Linked DNA regions of Mus musculus: regions 2, 3, 4, 5, 6 and 7 are each linked to region 1. The links are chromatin contacts, called in public promoter capture Hi-C maps. All regions are on one chromosome and are shown on one strand. The core of a region is the stretch at or near the end of the contact, and the rest is flanking DNA. Distances in the headings are between cores, read along the strand shown. Region 1 holds the start of Dcaf5 (DDB1 and CUL4 associated factor 5). Region 2 holds the start of Zfyve26 (zinc finger, FYVE domain containing 26). Region 3 holds the start of Vti1b (vesicle transport through interaction with t-SNAREs 1B). Region 4 holds the start of Rdh12 (retinol dehydrogenase 12). Region 5 holds the start of Synj2bp (synaptojanin 2 binding protein). Region 6 holds the start of Arg2 (arginase type II). Region 7 overlaps Rad51b (RAD51 paralog B).

The links. Promoter capture Hi-C pulls out the DNA fragments that hold promoters and counts their contacts. Capture Hi-C pulls out chosen DNA fragments and counts their contacts.
Region 2: a promoter capture Hi-C map of liver shows a contact between it and region 1, with 6 times the contacts expected there. The contact joins the promoter of Zfyve26 here to the promoter of Dcaf5 in region 1. A contact is called at or near these places in 19 of 39 promoter capture datasets (the 3T3-L1 cell line, 3T3-L1-derived adipocytes, the C10 cell line and 12 more), 2 of 484 Hi-C or Micro-C datasets (B cells and CD8 T cells), 15 of 115 datasets of contacts at active chromatin or transcription factors (the 230-238 cell line, the NIH/3T3 cell line, astrocytes and 10 more) and 3 of 9 other capture datasets (adipose tissue, liver and pancreatic islet).
Region 3: a promoter capture Hi-C map of liver shows a contact between it and region 1, with 3 times the contacts expected there. The contact joins the promoter of Vti1b here to the promoter of Dcaf5 in region 1. A contact is called at or near these places in 9 of 39 promoter capture datasets (the 3T3-L1 cell line, the C10 cell line, the HPC-7 cell line and 5 more), 1 of 484 Hi-C or Micro-C datasets (B cells), 4 of 115 datasets of contacts at active chromatin or transcription factors (astrocytes, large pre-B cells, pro-B cells and 1 more) and 1 of 9 other capture datasets (liver).
Region 4: a promoter capture Hi-C map of second pharyngeal arch cranial neural crest shows a contact between it and region 1. The contact joins the promoter of Rdh12 here to the promoter of Dcaf5 in region 1. A contact is called at or near these places in 13 of 39 promoter capture datasets (the 3T3-L1 cell line, the C10 cell line, cranial neural crest and 7 more), 1 of 115 datasets of contacts at active chromatin or transcription factors (forebrain) and 1 of 9 other capture datasets (liver).
Region 5: a promoter capture Hi-C map of cranial neural crest shows a contact between it and region 1. The contact joins the promoter of Synj2bp here to the promoter of Dcaf5 in region 1. A contact is called at or near these places in 2 of 39 promoter capture datasets (cranial neural crest and liver).
Region 6: a promoter capture Hi-C map of pre-B cells shows a contact between it and region 1, with 2.8 times the contacts expected there. The contact joins the promoter of Arg2 here to the promoter of Dcaf5 in region 1. A contact is called at or near these places in 5 of 39 promoter capture datasets (the C10 cell line, cranial neural crest, hippocampal neurons and 2 more) and 2 of 115 datasets of contacts at active chromatin or transcription factors (embryonic stem cells and large pre-B cells).
Region 7: a contact with region 1 is called in a promoter capture Hi-C map of the C10 cell line, with 14 times the contacts expected there. The contact joins the enhancer-like site here to the promoter of Dcaf5 in region 1. A contact is called at or near these places in 8 of 39 promoter capture datasets (the 3T3-L1 cell line, the C10 cell line, the HPC-7 cell line and 6 more), 1 of 484 Hi-C or Micro-C datasets (bone marrow-derived macrophages) and 8 of 115 datasets of contacts at active chromatin or transcription factors (bone marrow-derived macrophages, embryonic limb bud, forebrain and 5 more).

What each region holds. Positions count from the first base shown.
Region 1 is chr12:80,435,053-80,438,178 of GRCm38.p6, reverse strand. It overlaps Dcaf5 (DDB1 and CUL4 associated factor 5), which reads left to right and starts at 1,578. Exons shown (of 9, transcript NM_177267.5): 1 at 1,578-1,994. The coding sequence starts at 1,781.
Region 2 is chr12:79,294,614-79,297,650 of GRCm38.p6, reverse strand. Zfyve26 (zinc finger, FYVE domain containing 26) reads left to right here and starts at 1,369. Exons shown (of 42, transcript NM_001008550.1): 1 at 1,369-1,425; 2 at 1,879-2,174. The coding sequence starts at 1,981. It overlaps Rad51b (RAD51 paralog B), which reads right to left and starts at 369. Exons shown (of 11, transcript NM_009014.3): 1 at 319-369.
Region 3 is chr12:79,170,643-79,173,712 of GRCm38.p6, reverse strand. Vti1b (vesicle transport through interaction with t-SNAREs 1B) reads left to right here and starts at 1,255. Exons shown (of 6, transcript NM_016800.3): 1 at 1,255-1,493. The coding sequence starts at 1,379.
Region 4 is chr12:79,206,979-79,210,221 of GRCm38.p6, reverse strand. It overlaps Rdh12 (retinol dehydrogenase 12), which reads right to left and starts at 1,309. Exons shown (of 7, transcript NM_030017.4): 1 at 1,114-1,309. The coding sequence starts at 1,181.
Region 5 is chr12:81,531,633-81,534,950 of GRCm38.p6, reverse strand. It overlaps Synj2bp (synaptojanin 2 binding protein), which reads left to right and starts at 2,040. Exons shown (of 4, transcript NM_025292.7): 1 at 2,040-2,235. The coding sequence starts at 2,172. It overlaps Gm20498 (predicted gene 20498), which reads left to right and starts at 2,040. Exons shown (of 6, transcript NM_001309848.1): 1 at 2,040-2,235. The coding sequence starts at 2,172.
Region 6 is chr12:79,129,239-79,132,192 of GRCm38.p6, reverse strand. Arg2 (arginase type II) reads right to left here and starts at 1,405. Exons shown (of 8, transcript NM_009705.3): 1 at 1,213-1,405; 2 at 280-352. The coding sequence starts at 1,323.
Region 7 is chr12:79,338,963-79,342,104 of GRCm38.p6, reverse strand. The region is part of intron 7 of Rad51b (RAD51 paralog B); the gene reads right to left. Among named protein-coding and RNA genes, the nearest start is that of Rad51b, 43 kb to the right of the region's middle. Within about 2 kb of position 1,379, at least 19 of the 459 cell types and tissues checked have an H3K27ac peak or open chromatin away from gene starts, as enhancers often do.

The DNA of each region.
Region 1 (3,126 bases), core at 329-2,828:
CATTACTCATTTTCTTTTTTTTTTTTTTTTTAAAGATTTATTTATTTATTTATTATATGTAAGTACACTGTAGCTGTCTTCAGACACACCAGAAGAGGGAGTCAGATCTTGTTACGGATGGTTGTGAGCCAACATGTGGTTGCTGGGATTTGAACTCAGGACCTTCGGAAGAACAGTCGGGTGCTCTTACCTGCTGAGCCATCTCACCAGCCCCTCATTTTCTTATTTAAGGGATAATATTCCATTTGAATTCTCATTTTTGGGTTTGGTGACCTTCTAATAAATTTAGAATGTTGTTATATGAACTTTTGAATTAACTACTTGCAAAAAAATAATTTTGCTTGACAGGTGAACCTCTTCCTCATTCCCCATCTTTATCTTAAGAATTTCTTTAGTTCATCTTTCACCTATGGTTGTATTTAACCACTCCTGTGCCATCTCTGGTCCTGAGATTGTAATTCGTGTTAAACTGAAAGGGCAAACCTGACACCTGCCTATTTCAGGTTAGTTAATTACCACTAATGATAGAGGATAGTTTCCTGGAAAAGCACTCCATTGAAAAGGGGACTTTCAACTTTACCTGGTAAAATTCCAGTGCACTTACCCAGTTTCCTCACTGAGGTCAACTCAACTGAGGACTCCTGCACTATTGAAAGGCAGCTACTTCTGGACTATACTGTGGCTGCTGGTTAACAGCTGTGCATCTCCAGGCCTCCATTCTCAAGACCTTTGGCCTCACCCCTACCAATGAAATAAGATACTGCTACGTTTCATAATGTTTCTTGTGGCTTGCAAATGCATCTGGAACCAATGGACAGAGGACCTTCTCAATTTGATTTTGGCAATTTTCTTCTCACTTTCTTTTGGGAGTGGGGGGTGGGGATTGTTAGTGCTAGAGATTGAACCCAGAACTTGAAGAATGCAAAAAGCATACGCTCTACTATATGGCTACTATATCAGCTCAATTCTCTTTTCACCTCTCCGCAACCCCCTAAACCCAAGTGTCCTATCAGCTTGAATAATTCTGCCTTTTTTTTTAAACCGATAGGCTGGGGGTGGTGGTGGGGGTGGTGGTGAGTGTCAATTAGAAAACTGAATTGGAGAATAGAAGGGTGTATCAACATTTTTGGAAAGGGCAGGTGCACCGATAAAACCCCACAGACAACCTCCTTCCAGACGTCCAGTCCAATCGTGGGTTCCCTCACTTGAACAGGGAACTGGGCGCCCCAGGAGGCAGCGAGCAGCGCTGGGCGAGCCGCTGTCCCTCCAGGGAAGGAGGGTGAGCCCGCAGGCCGGCTGCCACTCTGATTGTTACGCGTGTCCAACTTCAGAGTGCGGCGTGCCGGGGGTGCCCCGTCGCCGCCATCCTGAGCCAACCGTGGTTCGGCGCGGTCAGCGGCCGCTGCAAGCCGCCGCCCGCCATCTCCGGGCAGCCGTCCGCGGGGGAGGGGCAGCTGGCGCCCGCGTTCTCCGGCCCGGCGGCCGGCGGAAGAGCCCCGCACCGCGGAAGCGCGACCGCAGCTGGGGATCAGCTGCTGGAGGCGGCAGGGAGGCGGAGCCTAGGGGGGAAGGGGAGGGAGGGACGCGACCGTGAGGAAGCCGCGAACGCCGCCGACCGACCGTCTGCACACCTCGCTCCGTCTGCCATGGCTGGTTAAAGAAGCCTCCGGCTCGCTGCGCGCGGGGAGGGACGGGACGGGAGGGGAGCGGCGGCCCGGCGTGCGGCCGAGGGAGGGGCGGCGGCGCGAGCTGCAGCGGCGGTGGCGGCGGCGGTTCCAGCATGAAGAGGAGAGCTGGCCTGGGGGGCAGCATGAGGTCAGTGGTGGGCTTCTTGTCCCAGCGGGGCTTGCATGGGGACCCCCTGCTCACTCAGGACTTTCAGAGGAGACGCCTGCGGGGCTGCAGAAACCTCTACAAGAAGGACCTTCTCGGCCACTTCGGCTGTGTCAATGCCATTGAATTCTCCAACAATGGAGGCCAGTGGCTGGTCTCAGGTAAATCAACCCCCTTCCTTCCCCTCCCCGCGCCTCCCGCTCCCCTTCCAGCTGCCCCTTCCCCTTCCCCGCCACCCTCCTGCTGCCCTGCGTCCCCACCCCCGCCCTTCTCAACCCCTCTCCAGCGGTGGGAAGATTTGGTGTGAAATTAATACCATTGCAGGGGGAGGGAGGAAGGGAGGGGGGAGGGAAGGAAGAAGGGGAAGGAGAGGAGGATGTCTTCTATATATATAAAAAAAGACCTAAAATGGTTGACAGGTCTTTAATGTGCTTTATCCCAAGTGCAAAGTGGTCCCTCCAGATGCCTGCCCCACCAGTGTGGGTCGGGGAGGGGGACGAGGTTACGGTTTGACTAAGTTGGTTGGCAAACTCTTCCTCTGCGTAGTTTAAAAGGTGCGGGGGGCACTGGGGGGAGGGCTGGCCGGGGGGGGGGGGGAGACCAAGGCTCGCCAAAGGCCAGGCGAAGCTCGAGCCCCAGTCCTCGGTGTCATGGAGAAAAGGGGCCTCGGAGCCGGAGGCCGGCGGTGACAGAGCCGGACACCGTGGGGCCAGCGGGGTCGGGCGGGTGGTGACGGGTAGCAGAGAGGCGTCCCCTCCCCCTGGCTCTCTCAGGGCCCAATCCCATCTCCCAGCACGCAGTGGTAGCCTCTTCAGCGTCTTGTTTTTATTATGGTTCCGAGAGTGGCGAGGGCTCTAGCGACCTAGGGACACCAACCAGCCTGAACTTGGATGCGCTGTTCGGGAGGCAGGGCTTCAGGAGGACCCCCCGGGAGACCTACTGGCGGGAGGCGGGCTCCAGGACCCCCTTCACCCGCGCGGCTCCTGTTGCAGGGCTGCTCGCCTCCTCCCCCACCCGGTTCAGCTGGGCCTACTTGCCTCCAGGGTCTCCCCGCTGGGGTGGGGGAAAGTGGTGCAATCGAGGCCGGGGCTCCGGCCGGGCGGTGTAGGCCTTGCTCTCTCGGGGCTCCTAGCGACAGGCAGCTGAATCGATAGCCTATTGCTCCGGGGGGGGAGGCCGGACCCGAGCGGCGGCGGCGACGGTGGCAGCGGCGGCGCCTGCGTACGCCGCGGCAGGGTCGCTGGCTGCCCCCGCTCCTCCCCTGGGGTCGCGGCCCCGGGTGTGGGCGGGTGG
Region 2 (3,037 bases), core at 120-2,619, 1.1 Mb after region 1:
GAGGAAGAAGTATCAAGAGTTAGAAAACCTGACGCAAAACTTCCTAATAAAACAGAGCACCTTACAAGCATCACTCGCCTCCCTAGAGGAAGTCGGAAGCTCCAGGACCCCGTCCGGGTTCCAGGGACGAGCCCCGTTACAGAGTACGTGCTCAACACGCAGGACTCTCCGCGACCCCGGTATCAACAGCCACAGGCTCCAAGAGGGAGCACAAGATAATGAACACACCTTCCTCCCCACAACTGCCCCCTCAGAAAACTCCAGTACCAGGTCAGCAGCGTGGAACTTTCAAAGTTTCCCCCACCCTCACACAATTACCCGCGAAAAGTGCGAGCAGCAACATCTGGGGCTCTGGTTGGTTGGTACTCTGGCGACTTATCCAATCAGAAGCAGGAAAATCTCGGGTTAGCCCAGCTGTATTTTGGGAATTGTAGTTCAGTCTCGAAGGTTAATCTAATTAAATTTTTCCTTTGTAGTGATTGCTTAAATCGAGGAGCGGAACCTTTCAAGACGAATGTAGAGGAGGGAAAACCCTGACTGGAAATTCTTTTCCTCAGTGAATCGCATTTTAAAGTTATTTCCTGGGCCAGAGAAGGTTCTTTTGGGGGGCTGAGGGGTTGGAAAAAGGGTGGGCAATATGCCCTATTCCCGTTTTGGGATGAGAGTTTTGTGTTTCCTTTGCACTGTTCAACACATTTAGATGGTGAAAATGTCCGGGAAATACTAACTAAAGCGTCTCAAACTAAAATACATTGAAAAAGAACCACTCAGTTTAGTTGAAAAAATAAAAGAAGTCAAGTAGGTTTCGTATTTAAAACAGCTGCGTTAAGAAAAACTAATAAACTTAAGAACTGACTTGATTACATGATTTGTGAAAAGCCTTTGCTCACTCTTTGTTTTCGTTTGCAACTCCTTTGTACCGACCTCAGTCTTTCGATGGATATATAATTATATATGATATACACACGATAGAATTAGATAGAATAATGATACAGGAAGATCCAGAATTCCTGTGGCTAACCTATCATCTATCACTGGTTGGCACGGAGAAAATGTTGACATCAAAAACAAAACAAAACAGTGGCGGGTACGGAGCGTGGAACACAGATATTCCTGGCCCCAGCTCCCCCGAAATGAATAACTGTGGATGTTGCGAGAAGGAGCAATCATAATTAGGGAGAGTCCTCAGTCCTGTAGCTAGCGGATCTAACTCTTCCTTAGAGTCCCCGTAGCAATCAGGTGGCATCACGTGATTCAAACAAACACGGCACTTGATTTGCATCTTGCTTCTCCTGAGCCAATAAGAGTGGCGCTCTCTTTCGTCATCGCCGCCCGTTCCACCACTCTTCGCAATGGGACTTGTCACCTGACCGGGATCAAACATGGCTGCTCTGGACGGGAAAATGCATTCGACTCCCGGAGCAGGTGAGTGTAAGGCGCAGGGAAGATTGCGAGGGTGCTGTCCACGACCCCGCTAGGGGGAGCATCCCTGTCCCCCAGCCTCCCGGCTCCACAGTTCAGTCCCAGATTGATCCCCTAATCTTTAGCCTCTGTCTTAACAGAAGGCTCTAACCAAGGGAGTTTTCATCCTTACCAAGGCATCCACCAACCTAGAGATTTGTAGCCTGACAAAATGTTCAGGAGGGAATGCGGAAGTAAATGTATGTGTCTGCACCCCAGGCTAGCAAAAATATTAAGATTGTTATATGTGAGGTCTGCGGTAGAAGATGAGGTACACCCCTTAGAGAAAGAGACGGCTCTCAAAAAGAGATAGTAACAGGTCAAATTAAACCCAAAACAGTCATTAGAAAAGTAAGTTCTGCCGTTTCTTTTCGGGCCAGCAGCTGGTGGTTCATCTAAAGTTTCGTTTCTTCTCAGCTCGTGTGGTGTTTCTAGGGGGTACTTCACGGATGAGAAAATTGAGAATGTATTTCGCGTAACGCCTCTATTTTCTATCTACCTGCACTCTGTGCTGGGAAAATGAGTTACCCATTTGGGAAAGAGGAAACCGCTACAGAGGAGGAACTTTTTGAGTTTTTCTGTGAGTGCCTGCGGAGGGGAGACTGGGAGTTGGCACAAGCATGTGTACCTCAACTACACCGGGGACAAGGAGAGATCCCCCAAAAGGTGGAGGACATACTACAGGCGCTGGTGCAGTGTCCCATTCTGCTAAGGTAAGCGATCCCCGCTCCTACCAGGATCTAAGAGAGGAAGATAGTGGTTCAGTGTTTGTACTCTAGTCTGTGTGTGTGTGTGTGTGTGTGTGTGTGTGTGTGTAGGTTTTCGAGACAGGGTTTCTCTGTATAGCCCTGGCTGTCCTGGAACTCACTTTGTAGACCAGGCTGGCCTCGAAATCCACCTGCCTCTGACTCCCGAATGCTGGGATTAAAGGTGTACACCACCACGCCCGGCTGTACTCTAGTCTTTATGGCCCCCCAGTCAGCTACTATCTTAAAAAGTTAGCAGACGGGGAACACATTTCAATATTCTGATGTTTTATCTGTGTAATGTATTTTACATCTAATGTACTCCAATGGCCATGAATTATGCTCTGCAGCTGAGTTTAAGCCTGACTACCAAAAGGATCCTGAATATCATTTCTTGTTTATTATCCATAGAAGATGGCTTAACTGCATTTTGTCTCCAAAAGACAAACCCTGTTCATTCCTCTTGCTTACGAGACTGATGATGGTGTTGCTCTGACAAAGAGTTGAAAATGCATTGACTTAAAATGTTTTATTGTGAAATAATCATAGACCCACAAAAGGCTGAAGTACAATAGAGTTGGCACAAGCTTTTTCCAGCTTCCCCAGTTGTGACATCTCATTCCAGCTGTGTGTGCTAAAGCAGCAAAACCAGGAAAAGTGCATTACTATAAAAAAAAAAAACTATGCAGTTTTATCCATTCAGGGGTTGATATACGCCCACTGTAATAAAGATACAGAAGTTCTGCACACTACACATGAGTCCTCTCACTCCTTGCTACTCTACTGTATGTTTGCACTATGACCCCTTCTTGCCTCATGAGAACCACAGT
Region 3 (3,070 bases), core at 6-2,505, 1.3 Mb after region 1:
TGTAGACCAGGCTGGCCTCGAACTCAGTGATCCATCTGCCTCTGTCTTCCAAGTGCTAGGATTAAAATTGAACAACAACACTCTTGAACTACCTTTTAATTTTATAAGAAAAATATTAAGACTTCGCACCACTGCTAACAACATCAGACTTTGTCATCCCTGCACACTGCGTTTTGTTTTTATTTTTTCATTGAATTTAACGGTTGGTGGATTCAAGCTTGTAAAACCCAGGGCTTCAAAGACAAAAATCACCAGGAACCCACTCCCACACACACCTTAGAAGATGGACTATAGGATTTGCTTATGCTAGATAAGTGTTGTACCCCTCGGTAACACCCTTTTATATATATATATATATATATATATATATATATATATATATATATATATATATATATATATTTCCATGTATAAATATTGAATCACCACGAAAACTTTTGTGAGTGGGCCCTTTGTTGGAAACCCTGCCAACAGTATACACAGGGGTTTATATCTATGGAAGGACAGAAAGGACTTCGTAATTGTTGATATATTTCACATAAGGGCAGATAAGATGGGTCTGTCTTCCACACCAAATCATACATTACCCAAGGGCAGAGACAAAATTACTTTGATCAATATATAACTTTGGTTTATCAAAATGTCTATTCTTAACATGTTGTGAATGAGAACCCGGGGCAGCCTAATGGTCTGGACTGGTTCAGCCGCTAAAAGCTGTGGGTATTCTGGGATCACACTGCCCATTTTCCGGTTCTGAAAACATGTGACCCTGGCCACTTAATCTCTCCACTTTTATTAGAGTTATACCATCCGAGGGTAGGCAGGCCTCTGCTCATCTATCTAGGGCTGAGACTGAACATTTAGACGGGATATGAAGTCAGGTGGCAGAAGGAACTGCGATGACAGCGAGGGGCGTGTGCTAGCCAGTCTGCGCAACACCGCTGGCACTCCGGGCCCTCCCTGCACGGCCGTCCTCCCTCACTTAACTACAATTCCCAGTATGCACTGCAGGACCGGCGGGCCCGGATGAGGCGGCCGAGGCGCCAGTCCCGCGGGCTCCCTCGGGCCCTTCCCTTTGGTACCTCCTCTGTGCCCACTGTTTGTCTCCAGGTCGGAGCCACCGGCTCGTCTTGGCGCGAGACCGCGCCCCTGTAGTAGCTGAGTGTCGTCCCCGCCCCGGCTTCTTGTCAGGCTTTGGCGCCCGGCGCCCGTGCAGTGACAAGCAGGGGGAGGGCGTCCGGCTCCGAGGACCCCGGAAGCGCCTGATTCCGGGAGGCCGAGGTGCGGCTGCAGTGATGGCTTCGGGGCTGGGCAGCTGATTGCTGAGGTGGGAGTGGGCCCAGCGCCCGGTGGCCGCAGCTCACGCGCAACCTGCGCCATGGCCGCCTCCGCCGCCTCCTCCGAGCATTTCGAGAAGCTGCACGAGATCTTCCGCGGCCTCCTTGAAGACTTACAAGGGGTGCCGGAGCGGCTGCTGGGGACCGCGGGGACAGGTGAGGCGGGGGCGGGACCAGGCCGGGAGGACTCCGCAGGGTGCAGGATCCCAAACACCGACCCGGGGCTCCCCGCTTCCCCTTTGGGCACGCCCCCTGCTGCTGTCGGGCCCCGGACGCCCAGGGTGTGCTGCCTCTTGTGGTGACTGGGGGCGTGCAAAGGGATAGACATTAGGATGTCCTCTCCTAGCGAGCCTTTAGTTATCTTCCTCTCCCAGTAGCATAGGGCATTCTTCAATCTGTGCTCCTGTGACAAAACAAAAAACAAAAACAAAAAACAAAAAAAACCCTTAATTTGGAGTTGGGCATGTAGGAGTTTGGCATTTTGGTAGGCAATGAAATTTTAAAAATAGTTGTAACCATGGAGATTAGCTTATATGTGAGACAGTGGCGGGAGGTGAGGGGAGGAAGACAGCTACATTGGAGAGGAACCGGAAGTCTCACATTTAGACTTTTTTGACGTACTAGGGTAAATCCTTAAGGAACATAAGCAGCGGAGTAATGTGGATTTCATTTTAGAAGCAAGGCGGCGGATAGCTGGATAGAGGATGTGAGAATGGCTATAAGAGACTGTGTTAGGAGCTTCTATGACAGTTGACTGGGTAAGCATGCGAATCTGGAGAGTGAGCATTAAATCCAACAGGTGGTGCCGAGATTTATGAGACTGGTGGATGTGAGGAGGAAGATTGAGAAGGGGCCGTGTCTTCTCACGTGATCAGTTGAATGAATGAACTTAAATAAGAGGCGCATACTCGTTTGAGCTGGAGATGAGAATGTCTACCTGTGCATTAAAGATAACAGTGTATGACAAAATATTTTTCTGCCATTCAAGAGATTGCCAGTGGTGAACACTTTTAATCCCAGCACTTGGGAGGTAGAAACAGAATCTCAGTGAGTTCAAGGCCAGCCTGGTTTTACACAGCAACACAGAGTTCCAGACCAGCTAGATTCTTCTATCTTGAGACTCTATCAAAAATTAAAAAAAAAAAAAAAAAAAAAGGAAGGAAGGAAAGAAAAGAGTTCTAGAGTCAGATTATCTAAGTTACATACACCTTTTATTAGCTATGTGACTTTGCAAGTTATTTTAACCAAACTAGTTTCCACTATAAAGTAAAACGTAGCATCTGACTTCATGGAGTTTTTGTGGGGAGTAAATGAGATATGTAAAGCTATTAAAAACACCGTCTGGCAACAGTAAGAGCTACCAGCTATTATTAATATGTGTTTGTTGTTTTATTTAGAAATATTAGCTCTCTACACAGTTATTCTTAGGATGCTCTTTTTGCTTGCTTGTTTTTGTTTTTTTGGGTTTGTGTTTGTTTTTCAAGACAGGGTTTCTCTGTGTAGTCTTGGCTGTCCTGGAACTCTCTCTGTAGACTAGGCTGGCCTCAAACCACCTGCCTCTGCCTCCCAAGTGCTGGGATTAAAGGCTTGTATTGCCATTGCCCAGCCTCAGAACACTATTTTCTAATGTACTCATCACTTTGCATATTTATGATACAGTGTATTGTTTTTGTGTTACTAGGAAAGTAGTTTGGAATTGTAGTCTGTGAATCAGCCCATCAACACCATCTGGG
Region 4 (3,243 bases), core at 60-2,559, 1.2 Mb after region 1:
ATGGCAGACACTGAGCTAGACACTTTCTATACACTGTCTTTTCTTGATATTTTCTACATGCACTGTCTAGCCTAGGCTAGACTTTCTACACCCAATATTTAGACTAGGCTAGACACTTTTCTACACTCATGAGGTCTATCCCAGGCTTGATTTTCTATACATTTTCTGTCTAGGTTTAAACACTTTCTGCACCCAGTCTACCTCCATGCTAAATAGTTTCTGCACTCACTATCTTTCCACATTTTCCATACATATTATCTTTCCATATGCCATTTATATTAATTTCCCCTGCCATTTCAGTATTACTTCTATATTACAAAAACAAACACACACAAGCAAACAAAAAAAACCTCTGAAGCCCAAAGATGTTTAAGTCATTTCTAAGGGTGGCCGGGACCAAGTATGACACTTTGACACTCTGTCCTCAGTATGCCTATCTAACCTTCCTTTGGGGTGGGGGTGGGGTCAGGTCAGGGGGCAAAGGTTCAAGACAGGGTCTCTCTGTATAGCCCTGGCTGCCCTGGAACTCGCTCTGTAGATCAGTCTGTCCTCTAATTCAGAGTTCTTTCTGCTTCTGCTTCCTGAGTGCTCGGATTAAAGGCACGTACAACCACACCTGGCTCCTAACCTTTCTAATCATCAACAAAATTTAAAGCCCCCACATAGAATAGCCATTTCTTGGCACCTCCACAAATCCCCAGTGAATCATTTCCAAAACACTTCTTGAGAGAAGTATCAAGGGAAGAGAGTTTGCTTCCTTTCCAGAGTGCCTAAGACTTGACAAGGAGTCCCTTAACGATGAAGTCCCCATGACACTCACCTCATCTAGGGACAGAAAAGAAAAGGAAAGTGTCAGAGAAACCTAAAGGAATCAGAGGAAAGTGCCACAGGACTCATCTACTCCGCCTTCCTCCTTCCTCGGCATCCGAATTCAAATCAGCCCCACCTCCTCCCACCCAGGTGCTTCCTTCTCGTTTTCTGCAGAGGCATCCAGAACCCCTCCTTTCCTGTTTTTAATGTACTAATCTCGCCTCCGCCACCTTCCCTCCTTCTTCTTTTAGAAGTCAAAACCATCTTCGTAAAGTATCTTTGAGTTGCTGGATTAAAACAAACCTGATGGATGGAGCTGTCAGATACAAGATGGAGAGGAAGGACGTAAGCAGTACCAAGATAAACAGCATCTTGTCAACTTTCTTAGTTGCTGCTTCCCACCCTCAACCTAGCCCGAGGATCCTTCTCTGGCTCCAATTCCTGGCAGCTTCTGTTGGTTCTTGGTTCCTCTCACTCTGGGACACTCAGCAACTGGCTGGCTTAAGCAATGCCCAGAATCTTACTTAAATCCGAGAGCCGCCAGAGCACAGCCTCCTGGGAGTTGTAGTCCTAGAGGGGTGGGGCTTAAGGAAAGATTAGGGCTTCACCTTATATTGGCAGTGAGAATTTGGCAATACTGGAGTTCCTCCTCAACACGCTATTTTCAAGATAGAATATGTTACACATTATCAGCAGGCTTCAAAAAAGCCAGGCATAGTGACAACGTCTTATAATCAACGTATTTGGCAGGCTGAAGCAGATGATCACTTGAGTCTGTAGTTCAAGACTGGCCTAAACAACATAATAAACTGTGTCAAAACAAAACCAAACCAAAAAAAACAAAACAAAGAAAAAAGCAAGCATGCGAACAAACAAAAAAAAAATCCTCCAAGTCCTAATGATGCTTGAAATATGTGTGATTAAAAATGGAAGAGAGATAGTAAGAAGGATGGCTAAGTAGGTCAAAGCACTTTCCATGTGAGCTTGTTGGTATGTGTCCAATCCCCAGGATCCATGTAGAAGTCAGATGTGGCAGCTCAGGCCAGAAGAGTGGCTGCCGTCTGTAACCACAGTAGTCCTACTTCAAAATGGAAACTGGAGCTCAAAGGCCAGGTAGCCTCGAGGAAGTGGAACTGCAGGATCAAGAGGTAGGTACGCACAAACCTTGCTTCGAAGACAAAGTAAAAGGAGTGACCTGACTTTTGAAAACTTGTTCTCTAATCTCCATATGCATGTCCCTACAAACCCCAAAGTAAATTAACAGGGCAGGGAAAGTGGCTCAGCAGGTATCAGCAATAGCAAACAGGCACAGTGACCTGAGTTTGGTTCCCAGGTCCCACAGCCAACTCTCCAAGTGACACTGTGACCTCCACACATGCTGAAGCCTGTGCATTCCTGCACTCTCATGTATATATAACCAATTAAATAAGTAAAAGTTAAAAATAAATAAATGGAAGAAATAGGGAGTGGCTGAAGGTCCTGTGGGGCTGGCAATGTGCTGGTCTTTGATCTTCGTGCTAGTACACAGGTGTGCTTACTGTGAACAATCACTGAGTTGGGCGCTTTTGATTTGGGCATTTTGTGTGTGTTCTTTACATTACACTTCAGTGAAGTTGACACACCCAACGACATGTCAAGCAAGAGTAGAGTGTTTAAGTATTCTCGAGCTAGACTCAAATTCCTGACTCAAATCCCAGCTCAGCATCCTTCAAGCTTCAAGGTCCTGGGCAAGTTATTGAGTCTTTCTGCTGCCTCAGTTTACTTGATTATCCAATGGGAGTGATTATCAGTTGCAAGTCTCCACATGGCCACTCGGGCCACTCACCTCAGATGATTCTCAGGTCAGGTGGACTCAGGGGAGGACACAGCAGTGGGACAGCAGCTTTGTAAAACAGAGATGAGGGGCTACTCTCTGATTTGACCTTTGGTGGTGGTTTGTCAAGTGGAGTCACACAGCTGTGGCCGATGTCACCATGGTCTAGAACATTCTGTAAGAACAGAGCCTACAGAATAAGAGCAAGTGTGAAAACTGTAAATGCCTCTTCCTCTTCTTCCACTCCTCCGCTTCCCCCTCTTTTCATCTTCCAATGACATATCCTGGCATCCAGATGAGAAAAGTAGGAGCCTAGCATGGCCCCCAGTGGTTTCCCCAAAAGATCTTTTGTACAATAATGTGTCCATTTCTAGTCAGGAGCCGTTTGCTGCCACACTCAAAACTGTCCCAGAATGAAAGAATGTTTTTTTGTTTTTGGTGGTGGTGGTGGCAGTAGTGGGTTTTTGTTTGTTTGTGTTGGGTAGGGGAAAGGTTTGAGTCAGGGTCTTACCATATAGCCCTGGTTAGTCTGGTACTAGACCAGGCTGATGTCATATTCATAGAACTCAGCCTGCCTCTACCTCCCAAGTGTAGGATTAAAGGTATGTTATGCCATCAGA
Region 5 (3,318 bases), core at 791-3,290, 1.1 Mb before region 1:
CACCCCCACAGTGACACACTTCTTATAACAAAGCCACACCTCATAATAGTGCCACTCCCTAGGCCAAGCATAAAACATCACAGATGAGGATTAGAAAACAAAGCACTCAAAAGATAGTAAGGGACAATAAAAAGCATGGCTATGTGTTCATTGCTTTTAAAGTAGTTATCTATGAGGTTTACGTGGAGTTTGAAGTCACTGTCTTACTAGTAGATGGTTGTGGAGGGGCACCTGACAGGTACAGTTGACAGAGTTGAGGTGTAGTTCTACAAATAAAGGAAGGTAGGACATGTTACACGTGGTTTAAGATTCTCAGGCAATTTCTAGAGAAAGGAATGAAGTTCCTGTCCACCTAGAGCCATACACATTGAGGTTTTAGGCTTAGGACATTGACAATTTTATATACATTATCTATGCAGGGAAGAAATATTAAGTCTATGTCAGCAGCCTTTACAGCAAATGCTGCTCAATGTGCTAGAATGCTTGCTCAGTTGGCAAGAGTTTTTTTTTTTTTTTAAATGGGTAATTTTTTCCTTCCTTCCTTCCTTCCTTCCTTCCTTCCTTCCTTCCTTCCTTCCTTCCTTCCTACCTTTTCTTTCTTAATATGTAAGTACACTGTAGCTGACTTCAGACACTCCAGAAAAGGGTATCAGATCTTGTTACAGATGGTTGTGAGCCACCATATGGTTGCTGGGATTTGAACTCATGACCTTTGGAAGAGCCGTCAGTGCTCTTACCTGCTGAGCTATCTCAGCAGCCCGGCAAGAGATTTTAATCAGACCTGGAGATGACAGGATCCTTCTCCCCTCATGCCTCAGGTTCCCTGCCTTCTTGTCCTGTCTCATTCCTATAGAATCCACCTCTGACTTGTTTTAATAAACCTGAGTTGCTGGCTTGGCTTTTAGCCATAACTTTGAATACCATAGTCTGATTATGCAGTCTTTGATTCTCTTAACACCACAGGAGTCCCTTGAGTCACCATACATATTTATGGTCACCTTCCTGGTCCTTAAGGCCTTTGTAGTTTTGATACCTGAAAGTTTCTTCACCTCTGTTTGGAATGTCCGATCTTAAAAGTCAAGATGGGCTGGAAAGTCACATCTTAAGTCTTGCAATCATTTTGTGAAAAGGACATTTCACCTCCTTTTGCTTGGAGGATTTTTCTTGAACAAGCCTATGATTATCTTTCCTCTGTATATGTGTACACATTTCTTAAGTTAGATAGGCCTATTATTAAATGCAAGCCAGGGATATATACATCTATTTAAAAGTTAAGTAAGAGTCTTGTCAGGTCTAAGTTAAGAAATCTTGTGCATAAGGCCCTGGAAAACAATGCTCTCAGATGTAAATATCAGGGAAATCCTCACTTCCTGTCATGTGTGTCAGCCCAGGTGCCTTGCTTTAAGCAGTGAACACTTGCTTGATGAGAGAGAGAGAGAGAGAGAGAGGGGGGGGAGGGGGAGGGGGAAGGGGAGGGGGAGGGAAAGGGAGTGGGGAGGAGGAGGAGGGGAGGGGGAGAAGGAGAGATGGGGGGAGGTTTCATTTTTTTATTTGGATACATTTTATTAACTAACACGGGGACTGCTAACGAAGGAACTTGAAGCAGTGTTACCAAGTTTTCTTACATGGGGCATCACATTGGATTTCATCTGTATTGCACAAAAGGTTACAATTTCCCACCCAAGTATGCAATCTCATTAGTACTTTGCCTATGATGCCTTTCATAGAGTGGTTTGAGGCTCATAAAAGATCTCTCTCACACACACACACACACACACACACACACACACACACACACACACACATTTGTAGATATTTTGAGATTTTTATTTAAAATGTCAAACGTATCAATGTAATTCTATCTCATACCATTATTACCCTCTCTCCTTCCCCATGCTCTTCCAGTGTAAGCGAGCATTATACCTCTCTTTGCTCATGGCTCCTCAGGATCGGCCTTGAGAACAGTGCGAGGTACCGGAAAACGCTGGTGGGCTCAGAGAACCACCACTCCCAGCATCCTCCACGTTCCCAGTGCCCGCGGTTTCCTTTTCCGGTCTGACCGCTGAGGAAACTGTAAAAGCTATGCTGGGGAGGCAGCGCGGAGCTTGATTCACCTTCACCTGCTCTGGCCACCCGCTGACCCGGGGTTTCCGGCCGGAGAGCAGTCAGATATGAACGGACGGGTGGATTATTTAGTCACGGAGGAAGAGATCAACCTGACGAGAGGACCTTCGGGTAGGCGCGGGACATGGAGGGAGTAATTGCTGCGTCCCTTGCTTTGGCGGAGCCGGGTTTACCTGGCTGGAGAGCAGGCAGGCCCCGACCGAGCGGCTTCCCAGAACGCTATCGGGCACGGAGCAAAGAGTCCATTGGCATCTTTTGTTAGCTAGATAACGGACCCAAGGACTCTGCCCCATAATCCAGTCGGATTACCACAGGCGTTTATGGCCAGGACGGGTTTCTTGCTGTTGGTGGCAATAGCCAAGACCAGGAAAAAGCCCGCTGTTTAGCCAGCGTGTGGGAGCCGCCGTATCCGTTATTCAGTTGCTTGCTCCATCCTTGTTTCTTCGCCGAGGGCCCGTTCAGGTAAAAACAGGAGCAGCGAACGGCGGTGTGTGTGTGTGTGTGTGTGTGTGTGTGTGTGTGTGTGTGTGTGTGTGTGTTTCTGAGTGTCTCACAGTTTCTCCGGTGCTAGGGTCCCTGCCTGCATTTTTGCGGAATCAATTTACCATATCAACTGGAATGCTAAAGCGGGCGGAGACCTTTTACAGAAGTTTTCAGACCTGGCCACACTTGACCACCATTACTTGGGCGTTTTCGTTTTTACTTTTTAGCAAAATATTGAAATGAAAATGTTGTTTTCTAGTCTCACCTTTAGAAATTTGGATTCAGTGTGGATCAAACAATTCTTGAAACAAACACTTCATGTGATTCTGACAGGAAAATTCCCATTTAGCGTTGCTGTGTGGTCTTCCTCATGGATGCTCATAGCTGGATTACTACATCGTGTCACTGCCTTCCTTAGGCTTTGCAGTTTTCTTTATGGCCTTAACATTTTAGGTTTAGGGTTCACCACTTAGAGCCAAGATTTTTTGTTTTTGTTTTTTGTTTTAAATCTAACATCTTACCAGTTTTTTGTTGTTGTTGCTTTTTTTTTTTTGGCTTGTTTTAATGTATTGGCAGAATAACTTAACTGATGGATTCTTGTAGTTTCTTTTCTGTAACATGGAGACAGTTATGAAATGAAGCGTTTCACATATAGTGTTAGGATGAAGCCACTTGCTCTCTGGAAAATATTTAGGACAATGTCTTGATATA
Region 6 (2,954 bases), core at 156-2,655, 1.3 Mb after region 1:
CTTGAGCGAGCTAGAATCCTTAGCTGCACTGGCAGTACACTGGCAGTACACTGTTCCAGGACCTACTTTGCTCTGCTTCACTTTCCCCAACACTATCTGCAAGAAGACTTCCTCTGAAGATTCCCTGATAGATGTTTATCTGCAGAAGGAATCCAAAGGATACCAGATGGGAACAAATTACAGGTGCCAAGCTGCTACCACAGGATCAGGATAGAAGAGATGAGATTCTGAACAGGTTTTTTCCCCTTCCGGAACAAACACAGAAATCCAACCACTTACCCAACCTGGAGAGCCTCTTCAGCAAGCCAGCTTCTCGAATGGCAGCTGGACCATATTCCACTCCTAGCTTCTTCTGTGAATCATACAAACCCCACAGACATAAGAGAAGGTGAGGAAAGGAGCAGAAACACTTTGACACAGAAATCTCTGCTGCTACCCGGAGCTCCTAAAAGACTCCTCTGCAAACCTTTCACAGCATCAAAACTTCTACTGTAGAAGGCTGATCGTTTCACTAAATGCTTAATGGGCGGAGGGAAGATTCTGTTCTTGAAAGCAAATCAACCTTCTGAGTCCCTCACTGAGAGCCAGACCAGGAAAGTCTCGGATCAGGAAAGGGCTCAGTGAGCTTTGATCCGGTACCTGTATCTGGCAGAACGCGGCACCTAGCTTCCCCATCAGTGAGTGCGCCCTCCGCGACAGCAGGTTCCTTTCATTGAAGGCAGAACAAAGCCCCTTCGTCCCTCCCGCAGTTGCAGAGACCGACATCAATTTCTTTCCAGGTTAATGCTCTTTCTGCAAGAATAGAACCTGAAGCCTGCCTTAATCCCCGGTCACCGTCTCTAACCTCCTCTCCGACAATTTCTCAACGATCCCGGTTTTGCCTTCTCCAGCTCCTCCATGGAATCCTCTCTCTTTTCCTTCCTGTCATCACCCCAAAGCTGGAAATGCCCACTCTCCGTCGTCCTGGAGGCCGCAGATGCTCGCTTCTCGATGCCCACTTCCCTCCCTCTCGATGCCCAGTGCCCTCTCTCACCCCCTTGCCTTCCATCAGTCCCTCATCTCCATCTGGGTCCAGGAAAACCCAACGTGCGCTCCACGTACCCGCCATGGGATCCCGCGAGCTCTTCCCCCCGTTTTTTCCCCCCTCCTCCCTCCTGGCCCCAAGAAACTCTCTAGGCTTAGTGTCCCGTCAGCTCGGGTCGCAGCTCTCACCTGTCCCCGAGAGAAAGGGGCTCCGACTATAGCTACAGAGTGGACGGATCTCGTCAGGACGCAAGGAATTTGCCCGTGGAGGAGACGGGAGGCGCTGCTCCTCAGGAACATGATTGGCAGGGAGGGGATTACCCTAGGAGAACCGGCTCGGTGCAACTCAGGACCTCGAGTGAGTGCAGCCTCCCACAGCTTCGATGCTTCACTAGGCGAGCGCACCGCCCTGTGACGTCAGCATCTCTCGGACACGCCTCCAACCAGCCCCCGGCGCACCTTCTCGGAGGACTACAGCTCTCCAGGGCCTGGGACGCGCCTGCCGTTAAGTCACCATTGGACCTGTCCTCTCTTTCCCTGGACACGCTCCCCCCGCCCCCGATGCCTAAGCCACCAAGGCGGATACCATAAAGCCGCTGATCAGAGTGGCACCTGTGTGGTTTCCCGGGAAGCAGCGTCCCTGCCAGGTTGGAGACCTCAGTGGAACTTGAGAACTTGACACATGTACCCGCCCCAGGCGCTATCTCGGCTGAAGAGTTGGCACTGGCCGTGGCCTGCCCGCACCCGGGGTCATCTGCTAACCCACACCAAGTCAGCATCCATCTGCAGCTTTCTATCTCAAAGCTTAAAATCCTAGAAACATTTACCCCATCAGTGTCCTCTTGAGTCTGGCTTTTTAAAAACTCACCTACCTTGGATCTTTGGGGAGAATTTAGAATTTACCAAGCAATTACTTTCTAGATTTTTTTTTTAATTTTTTTAAACAAAATTTTATTTCCTTTTCAGATTTTTTTAAATGTGTATGAGTGTTTTGCCTGTATATATGTTTGTGCACCACAGACATTCATGGTGCCCAGGGAAGTCAGAAGTGGATATAGGATTTGCTGGAACTAGAGTTACTACAGACCTTTATGAGCCACCATGTGAGTGCTGAGAATCAAACCCAAGCCCTTAGCAAAAGTAACAGATGCTCTTAACTGTTCAGCTACCTCTCTGGGCCCCTGTTTTCAGTTCTTTACATGAACAATAAGAGCACTGGTTACTAGAGGCCAACTATATCAACACATTCTGATCATTCTAAATTAAAAGGAGGCTGAAACAAATCCAAAAATATCAAGGAGCTTTTCATGGTTTTAATAGTAAATAGTGGCTGATGGCCCTGCAATTACGGACACACATTGCTCTTGCAGAGGACCTGGTTTTTGCAGAGTTTTATGCATAGCCATTAACCCCAGCTTCTGGGGAATCCGATGCTTCTTGCCTCCACAGACACAGCAAGCTAGGGGAGATAGAAGGATCTGCATTCTTTGTTGTAAGCACAAGTTTACAGTATGATAAAATGGACATATTGAGTGTTTCATACAGTGGCAAGATTGTCTAACACTGTACTCTTAACTGTGACTCTGTAGCCTGCTGTAGTGGCTATTCCTGGTTGTCAACTTGACAATATTTGGAATGAACTACAATCCGGAATTGGAAGGCTCACCAGTGACCCTTATCTGGAGGCTTGGAGATCCTTATCTGGATCTTGGTTTGAAGATCTTGAGCCGTAGTGGCTATGGATTCCAGAAGATTGAATCTCCGAGTTAAGGAACACACCTTTAATCTGGGCTATGCCTTTCATCTGGGATTAAAGGTGTGGTGGAACACACCTTTAATCCGGGCTACACCTTTTGCTGGAGACAATATAAGGACATTGGAAGAAGGGAGTCTAGCTCTTGCTCTTGCTCCTTCGCCTGCTTGCTGCGTGA
Region 7 (3,142 bases), core at 130-2,629, 1.1 Mb after region 1:
TAGGGTGTTCTGTGTTACTTCATCTTCCCAGTCTCAATTTTATCTCGTCTAACGTGGGCAGGAGAGCTTCATTTTCACAGCCTCCATGGAAAAGTCTAGCACACAGGAAAACTAGCAAATTACAAGAATAAAAATCAATCGGCAGAGTCTCCCGTTCTTTACAAGTATTGCCTTTAAAGCTTACACTTGAGTGAATTCTCACTGCAAAACAACACAGACACGGTTTGCCATCTATTAATTACAACCTAACAGTCTACTCTGTGAACTCGATACTTGCATCAGCCTACCTAGCACTGTCAAGATCTCCAAGTGGATACACAAGCAAGAAAACTTTTAAACACAGTTTGCTTTTGAACTATGGCATTTACGTAGTAAAGAAAAGAAGAAAAGCTAGCTACCATTCCTAGACTGCAGGTAGACTTAATTTGCCCCTGCTGTTAGTGGACAAAGACACAGCAGGGGGCTGAAAGTCTGTAACAGAGATGCCCAAGTCAGCAGCTTTTCTAGTCACCAGAGTTGGTCCCTAGAGAGTCATGATTCTACAAGAGAAGTGCAGTTCAGAACCCTGTCTACCTGAAGGAGGAGCAGAGCTGGGAGACACGGATAGGAGCAATCCTTAGGGAGGTAAAATGTGACTCTCTAAGCTGTCTTGTAACCAGTGGGGCTATGCTCATAGCCTGACCTGCCAAAAACAACATTAAAGTCCTTTTGACCACAGTTGTAAAGACTCTAGTTTTATGTTTCAACCGAAAATAACGATTAACAAATTTAAAGCCAACGGTAATTCAGAGTACAATAAAAGTATGTTTATATAATGATTCAATAAATGATGTTTCTATGGCAGAAGAAATAGTGCCTCCCTGCTTCTTTACGGCATGCATGGGAAGGGCAGCACCCCCTCAGAGGAAGGCGGTCTAGATTGTTAGAGGATTGTGATGGCTAGGTGTTTTTTCTTTCTTTTCTTTTTGGAGATAGAGTCTCTCTATGTAGCCCTAGCTATCCTGGAACTTGCTATGTAGACCACCGGACAGCCTTGAACTCACAGAGATCTGCTCATCTCTGCCTCCAAAGCAGAAATTAAAGGCTTGTGCCACTGGGGCCAGCTCGTTTTTAACCATCAACTTTCCACAACCTAGAGTCATCTAAGAGCCTCAACTGAGGAACTGTGTAAATCAGGTTGGCTAGCGACATGTCTGGGGTGGACGCCTGGATTGTTCACCGATACAAGAGGACCCAGCCTGATGTGGGCAGCACCATTTCCCAGGCTGGGCTTGAACTGTATTACAGAGAGAAAGCTAGCTGAGCACAGGCAGGCCGGCAGCAGTAAGGATGTGTGCACTCTCCCTGATGTGCTGTGACTAGCAGTTTGAGTTCCTCGCCTTGGCTTCCCTCCAGTGGTGCTTATAACCCAGAATATAAGCCAAGCAAGCACTCTGCTCCCCTGTGTATCTTTTGGTCACAATATTTTATCACAGCAACAGAAATGAAACTAGAACAGGATGTTTCCAGCCGCAAGTAAATAAAGCCCGAGCTGAGGGGACTTGAACACCACCTCTGAAGCTTTTATGCATCCAAAGACTCTGATTTAGTAGGACAAAGGGAGGGCCTGAAATTCCAACAGGCAAAGGGGATGCTTCTGCCAGTCTATAGACCACAATGTCAATCCCAAGAACTGAACCACAAGAAAATACACAGATCAATGTAAATATAGGGGCTGGACACATGGCTCAGAGGTTAAGAGCACTTACTCCGTTATGAGAGGGCCGGAGTTCAGATTCCAGCACCCACATCAGGCAGTTCACAAATGCCTGAAATCCCAATACAATGTCCCCTACAGGCCCCTAGAGGCACCAGCATACACACACACACACACACACACACAGATAGATGATAGATAGATAGATAGATAGATAGATAGATAGATAATTCTTTTAAATTTTCTTTTAAAAATGTATATGCAAAACCAGAAATAAGACTTTTCACTAAGGTCAGCAAGGATTTAGTGGTCACATACCCTTAGACATGTTCTAGGAAAGAAAGTAGTGTTCATCAGATTTCAGTCAAGAACGAGAAAAATTACCAGAAGCTTTAAAAAATTTCTCGCACCCTGGAATTAGATCATCAGCTCCTGAGTGAACTGTTGGTCGGTAAGAGCAGCAAGGTGATCTTTGGACAAATCAGCTCAACGTGAACATGGGATAAGCTTCCCTGACACAAGCTGGAAAGTGCACAAAAGACAAAGGACAAAGAAGAACAAGTCACGAGTCCGTTAACAAGGAGCACAGAACAGATGCTGCACAAGGCACTTGCCAGACATTTGCAGAGATAAACACCGGTTCGGGCTAATTAAAAATCGCAGAGTACTCTATAAACATAAATGTTAAATATTTATTTTTAAATAACCACACTGAGTTATTACTAGATGGCAACCTTACTCAGTCTTCACAGAAAGAAAGCCTATTACAGCCTTCAAATATGACACTAGAAATCATTCATAACTATTACTTACAAGTTGTTTTTTAGAAATATTAATACTAGTCATAAAACACTTCAAAACTGAATAAAATTCATTAAGTACATTCTCTAAGTTTAGGAAAGTCTAATCCATCATTCAAGTAACTAAAGCTAAAACCAGCCCATACTAGTCTATTGCCATCTTAAAAAAAAAAAATCTGAGGCAAGGTATCTTTTTAAAGAAAATAAATAGTTCCAAGAATGATGGCTCATGACTCTAATTCCAGACATCAGGATCCAGGGGCAGGAAGACTGCCACAAACCTGAAGACAGCTTAGCCTACATAGTGAGTTCTAGGCCAGCCAGGGCTACACAGTGAAACCTGCCTCAAAAACAGAATGAAAAAGAGTGGGGGAGAAGGCTCAGAGGTGAGAGCACTTGTTCTTCCAGGAGACCCGAGTTCAGGTCCCGGGACTGGGGCAGCTCATATTCCCTGTGACCTAAAGATGGTCTAGCACCCTCTTCTGACCTCCACAGAAAGAAGCAAAGAAAGGAAGAGAAGAAAGAAGATGTTGTTGGCTCACAGAACTAGACATGCAAGGGCATCATATCAGCAGCTGCTCAGCGCTGAGCCTTGGTGAAGCTTTACAGCAGATGTTACCACAGTGCAGGTGTATGTGAGAGGCAG